2 separate regions of the Mus musculus genome follow, and region 1 is linked to region 2. A link is a contact called in public Hi-C data. All regions are on one chromosome and are shown on one strand. Each heading gives the region's core, a stretch centred on a gene start, on an enhancer-like site or on the middle of the called end of the contact. The rest is flanking DNA. Distances are from core to core; before and after follow the strand shown.

Region 1 (3,183 bases), core at 575-3,074, 620 kb before region 2:
GGAAAAGCTGGAAGAAGCTGAGGGGGAGGTGGGGGCTGTAGGAGCACCAGCAGTCTCAATTAACCTGGACTCCTAAAAATCTCAGACAATGGACCACCAAACAGACAGCATACACTAGTTGATATGAGGCCCCCAATACATATACAGCAGAGAGACTGCCAGGTCTGGGTTTAGTCAGACAAGATGCACCAAACCCTCAAGACACCAGAGGCCACAGGGAGTGTGGAGATCTGATGGGGTCGGAGTGGGAGGTGGCGATATTATTTGGAGACAGAGGGCTGGGAAGAGGTATGGAATGTGGAACAGTTGGAAGATGGACCGGGAGAGGAATAAAATCTGGAGTGTAAAAAGAATAAAGATTAAATAAAAAGAGGGAACATATATATATATATTGAATATTAAGCAAGTTGATGAAGTTATGCAGCTGTATACTCTTTTCCAAGAGTTTATTTTGGAGTTTCCTAAAATACCCTGTTAATATATTAAGGTATTCTCCAATATCTATGTGGTAATTAATAAATTCAGTAACCCTTAATGAATAAAATATATCCTTAATGTATTTGTAATGGTAGTTCACACATTTAAATGCATTTGAATTAGATTGTGAATACAGTTATAGACACAATGAAAGTGTCTATTGGGAGGCTCTTTTGAATGTCTTTTCTATATGTAGTCCATGCTAGTCCAGAACTTGTGAGCCTCTACCCTCTTCAGTGCTGAGGTTACAGGTGTGTACCACCAAACTCAGTGCTAATATCCATGGATAGTGTTCAATCACTTTTTCAAGATAACAAAACAATTACTTTTTATTTGTTTCCTAATTAACATCATTTTCAATGTCAAATTTGTTTTTGAGCTTATTATAGCATCATTGTGTGTAATTTAAGTCCCAGTAAACATCTGCCCCTTTGGATAAAGCTAAATAGAAGCACACTGAAACAAATGTTATGAAAGACCAAACTCACATAGGGAAAAAAAATACCATTCAGATGCAGTGCAGAAGATATGGATATGGGATTAGGATGAGCTCCAGAGAGGCGCTATATGTGTTTATATGAATCTGCATGTAAACTTCAAACTGCTAGTGTTAGAGAGCCCTCTAACATACTAGCATCTGTTTGTCTGTTGAAGGCATAGCACATGTATGCTCTTCCAATCTTTTGGGCTTAAAATAATATATGGTCCATGCTAATTTCGCGTAAAGAAATCACTGTGTCACGGGAAGACATGCTCTCCGAAGTGACTAACATTCGTGTTGTGTTCATCACTCAGGAGCAGTGATGTACTGCGTGGCTTTTCTTTGCTGATATCTGTGCCCAACCATGTACTAGAAAGGACTTAAATATCTGTGGCCCCTTCGCCCTGTTATCTGGTGTTTCCTAAGGCCTGGAAGTTCAGACGTTGTCACTATTCTTTGCAAATGATAACTGCACATTTTGAAAGTGAGCAATTGTAATCTGCAGAAAGAAGACGCACTATTTTCTGTCCCCCATGTCAGTCCTCACCTGTTCCTCAACTGACCTCTGGGGGGCTTACTTGGGATGTCAATGAGAATGTAAAGTGGAAAAATATACCAATTCCTTAAGGGGTATTTGTATATTAATAGGGAATTTCTTGGTAAATATTGAAAACGACAATGAGTAAATATCAAACCAGAAAATTTCATAAAGTTGGGAGAAATAATTGGGTATAATATAAAACAAATGAACACACCGGGACAATATATACATATAATAAAAGATCCTTGTAAGCACTCCAGTATTAAACGAGTGCTTTTACAAAAAGAGAATTCATAAAACATTGTTGGCGCTTCCGAGGGCAAAACGCTGAGGAAAGGAATCCTGCTTCCAAAGCCAGGAGGCAGAATTTGCATCGCATCCTTTGGGATGGTGCATAGTTTATCCGCTGCTTATTTATCATGATGCGGTCTAGATTTATTTCATTTTGATTCCTCCTCCCTCCTCTTTTGGGGATCCCTGGCAGAGATTTACGGTGGAAAAGCCGCTGGGCAGTGGAGTATTCCTGGCGAACGGCAGGATTTCCTTGAGCCCAAATGGGTTTCTTGGTGGAGAACAGCTATCAGATTGTGGAGGAATGGGGGAGGGCAGCTGGCTTTAAGGTCATCTCTTCTGCAGGTTTGGAAAAGGTTAGGCTGTGACTGAAAGACCATGGCACCTGCGGTCAATTGCCATTTAAGAGCTCAGTTTGGAGGCCAAAGATAGCCCCAAAGATATTGCACTCCGGATCAAATCTTGTGGGACCCTTTGGAATGGAATGTTGGAGTCCCAGGCTGAGCCCGGACGCTGAAGGGTTAGGCCATCCCAAGGATGGGTGCTGCACCTGAGAGTGGAAGGCACCTTTCCCGAGTAAGAGAAGAGACAGGCAAGGAAGTGTAGAAGCCTAACTACATACACTTGAACCACCATTTACAAAAAATGACCACACTCCTATTGCCTGAGGCTAAAAGCCCGCTGGGTAACAGGAGCAACCCGCTGGGGTCTGGGGACGCCCTGGAGGAGGATAGCAGCCCAGCCACTGGTGAATGAGCCCGGTCTCCTGCTCCTTGCTGGAGCCGGTGCATCTGCACTCACAGAGGCAGTAGCTGTTCAGGCGCATCCACCACCAGGGCTGAGAGTCTCTGCGCAGCGATCACCAGCTTCTCCCTTTTCGCCAGTGGAGCTCCATCAGGACTGTCCCGGGGAATCCGAAGAGAAGTCCCCTCACCTCCACTGACACTGGGCGCCTCCTCCACAGCAAGCAGAGCCCCCTGGGTGTCCTCTCCCTCCTGGTGCCCCGCCCTCCCAGGGCGCCTGGGTCCCCGCGCCTGCACAAGGGGGGAGGACCTGCCAGCAAGCCCTCATCGCCGCAGCTGGAGCGACAGCCACCGCTGGGCTCAGAGACACTTAGTGGGGAGGAGAGGGAGGGGGCGAAGGCAGGGCGGGAGATGCGGGGCGGGGGGATGGAGCCAAGAGGAGGAAATAAATAAATAAAACAATAACCTCCGCGCCAATAAGAGCGAGGGAGAGAGAAAGACGCGGCCAGAGAGCCACCGGTGCCAGTCCGCTCGCCTGTGACAGGCTCTCGGCGCGCGCGTGTGTGTGCGTGAGTGTGTATTCGCTGGGACTGGAGCTGGAAAGTTCAAACTAAACGTGTTGCTCTCCCGGGTGGCCGAGGCTCGCCACA
Region 2 (3,057 bases), core at 405-2,904:
AAAGAAAAAAAAATCTGGTCTTTCAATTTATTTCTCCAAGATCTGTTCATGTTTGAGCATGTCTTGTCCTTAATTGCCCGGGGATTTGTAGATAGCTTTGTCTTCGATGCTCTGAAACAAGTTGCAATATAAGTAATTAAGGCGCTGGAGTCACAGAAATCTACAAATTGCTGTTTGGCTTCCATGTGTGACATTTAACTAATTGCCCATTGTTATGAAAACCTTTAACTTCATGGATGTCATGATCTTTTGTTGTTGTTGTTGAGTAGATGTTGCTAAACTGTCTGTTAAACTAGTGTAGTGAGATGGTGGCCATCAGAACCCTCACCGCTTTGGAATGCTGTTTTCTACTCTAGTCGGTCGTGTGAATTTTAATTTGAGACTGTTGAGATGATCAACTATCTCCTGGAAAACTGACAGATGCACTTGGCTTCCTGCAATGGTGTAGGATGAAGTGAACCCTGAGCTGTGGGGAGGAGGGGAGCCGGACAGTAGATGTCCCCTGCCTGATGTTCTTCCCTTCCACCTCTGGCCTGGGAACATCCTTAATAAAGTTAGCCATTACACTTCACACTTGTACAGCATGTCTGACTCCTGACAAAATATAAGGGATGAAACGATGCTTAGTATCGTCAGCATCACAACCAGGAGATGTTACGTGTTAATTAGAGATTTCTTTGGCCTTTAAATATTGGTGTGTTTCTAAAGCACTCTCTTGAACTCGAGTATTCAAGATATATTATCTGCCATTCTGGTGAATGCTGTCATAGTGTATAATTCTGCATTTGGCAGGAAGAAAATGACTTCTGTGACTGCTTAAAACACACTCAAAGATGGACCATCAGAATTGGTTCTTAAGTTCACAGCAGACGCTGGGAACTCTGTGTCTGCTATTTATTTTTCTCTTGTGCTTATTTCCCTTGAAATTTTGTTTGAGCCTCTCTCCACCTGTGGTTTAGTGCCTGCTGTAATAACAACACCCTGAAAAGCAAACCTACCCCGAGTAAATAGCAATGGTTCTTTTAACCCTCTCAAAAAGAAGAATCCTGTGCCCCCTAAGACATTTTCTTCTTCCCGAGACCTTTAAGATGACCTTAATCTGCAGACATAATCTGGCATCATCACGGCCAGTAATCGAGATGTCAATATTAGAGAGGAGCTCGTTCCAACAGTTTGCATCCTGGATTGATCACTAGTTGGACAATTTCGTTCCTAGAGTGCTGCCAGTTCAGGGTAAGAAAGATGCTCTTGATAGATCCTCCAAGAGATAGTGGTCTTTGTTTTTGTTTTCCAATAGAGACGTGAGATAGAGATTTAAATCTTAAGCAGACTTCATTTTAAAAGACATGTCTTCAAGGCAGTAGGAAACTGTAATATTTTGTACTCATACAAATGGAGCTCGTTTACGTCCGTTTTGCCTGGGGTGCTAAACCAGCAGAGCGTGTCTGCAGACAGCCTAGTATTTTTATCAATGGAATCATGAAGTTTTGGTGGAAGGATCTATAGGAGAAGAGAGATTATTGTTCCTATTGAGCCTCTTCAGCCATCTGCTGTAGAACTCTCTGTTTGCCACTGACTTGTATACAAAGCATTCATCTTTACTGGAAAGCTAATTTTTTGCACCACTAGGTGGCAGTGGAGTTACATACTTATGATTATTCATGCGCCTTTGAAGACTAGTGGTGGCTGTGTTAGGATTCTAAGTACTCTAGGTTTCCTCGTATTCATGTGTTCTTTATTCAAAGGACAAGCCTATTTGTACTTGAATGTCATACTCTGCACGTCGGGTTTTATGAAGCACCCATTTCTGTTTGCTTTCATTTTCAAAGAACATGCTTGAATAAATTTTCAACAAAATACTCCAAGTACCTTGTAGTTCTTCAACTAATTATTTTTATTTAGAATGACCAGTATGCAAATATTTGACGAGAACATGGGGGAAAAAAAGCAAAGCTTGGGATGTTATTGCTTTAAAATTCATTCTTAGTTCATAATAATCTTCACTCTGTCTCTGGAATTTTCAAGAGGAAAACATGATTTTAAATGGTCACATATAATTCAAACATTTGAGCTTCCTCAAGGACAGCTCTATGTGAATTATCTAATGGAGTTTTTCAGAATATTGTCTGCATTGAGACTTCCCAGATCTAATGGTGCTTGTAAGAACATATTGCCTACGCTTACATTTTTAGCGTGGTTCTGAAAATAATGGAGATTTTCATAGAGTTTCATCTAAAACCAGCTTAAGGATAGGGTATCGTCTTGGATTCCACAAGAACATCGTGGCATCCCCCTTTCATATATTTTTGTCATATTTCCTTGTTTCAGACCCTATTTATTTATCATTTTTTAGACACACAGCAAATAAAATCAGTAACCGAGAATTTAAAAAGTATTCAATATAACTATTGACTGCATCTCATCAGCCTCCCCCGTGCTAACATACAGTGAAAGCAGTCCCGAGTAGATATGCAGCGTCTGTCTGAACTTGATTTGTGTGTTGTTCTTGCGTCGTTTGTCTGGGCAGCTGGTCAAGAGCACTCCGGGGTAGATTCCTTGCTCCCTTCTGTGTGTCCCAGTAGGATGGAGTATTGGAAAATCTGCTGCCTGCCCTAGTTCCTCACATACCTGATCACAGACAGGTCCTTCTTTGTGCTCTCTTCTAATTCACAGATAAGCAAAACTTAACAGAAAGACAGTGAGAGAAATCTAGAATGGCATTCCTCGGCACTGGCTAGACTCTCAGCATCCCAGGAAAACACATGGGTCAACCCAGCAAAGCAAGCATTCACCCTGGGAAAACTCAGTTTTTTCTTTGTTTCTTCAGTCTCCGTTTACCAGATTTTACACTTTGGGTGATTTTATTTCTCGCCTCTTCTAGTTTTTTTGTTGTTGTTGTTGTTTTCTTTTCCTTAATTTATTTTCTTAGGCAGGGAGTGGCGATGAGGGAGAAAAAAGCAGCCTCCTATGGTCTCCATAGAAAAGAACTTGTTTGATTTTCTTTGGCTTCCTCCTTGCTGACACTGCCCCCTGGTGGCCGAAAATAAAGACCTCAGA

Evidence for each region. A called contact is a pair of places that touch in the nucleus more often than the background predicts.
Region 1: a contact with region 2 is called in a Hi-C map of the N1E-115 cell line, with 5 times the contacts expected there. The contact joins the promoter of 1700019L22Rik here to the enhancer-like site in region 2. A contact is called at or near these places in 5 of 484 Hi-C or Micro-C datasets (the N1E-115 cell line, cerebellar granule neurons, gonadal supporting cells and 1 more) and 10 of 115 datasets of contacts at active chromatin or transcription factors (SST interneurons, astrocytes, craniofacial prominence and 7 more).

What each region holds. Positions count from the first base shown.
Region 1 is chr8:50,916,074-50,919,256 of GRCm38.p6, reverse strand. 1700019L22Rik (a long non-coding RNA gene) reads left to right here and starts at 1,824. Exons shown (of 7, transcript XR_003947392.1): 1 at 1,824-3,183.
Region 2 is chr8:50,292,313-50,295,369 of GRCm38.p6, reverse strand. The region is part of intron 5 of 1700019L22Rik (a long non-coding RNA gene); the gene reads left to right. Among named protein-coding and RNA genes, the nearest start is that of Gm2516, 74 kb to the left of the region's middle. Within about 2 kb of position 1,654, at least 4 of the 459 cell types and tissues checked have an H3K27ac peak or open chromatin away from gene starts, as enhancers often do. A contact at or near this core is called in the N1E-115 cell line, where this site is marked.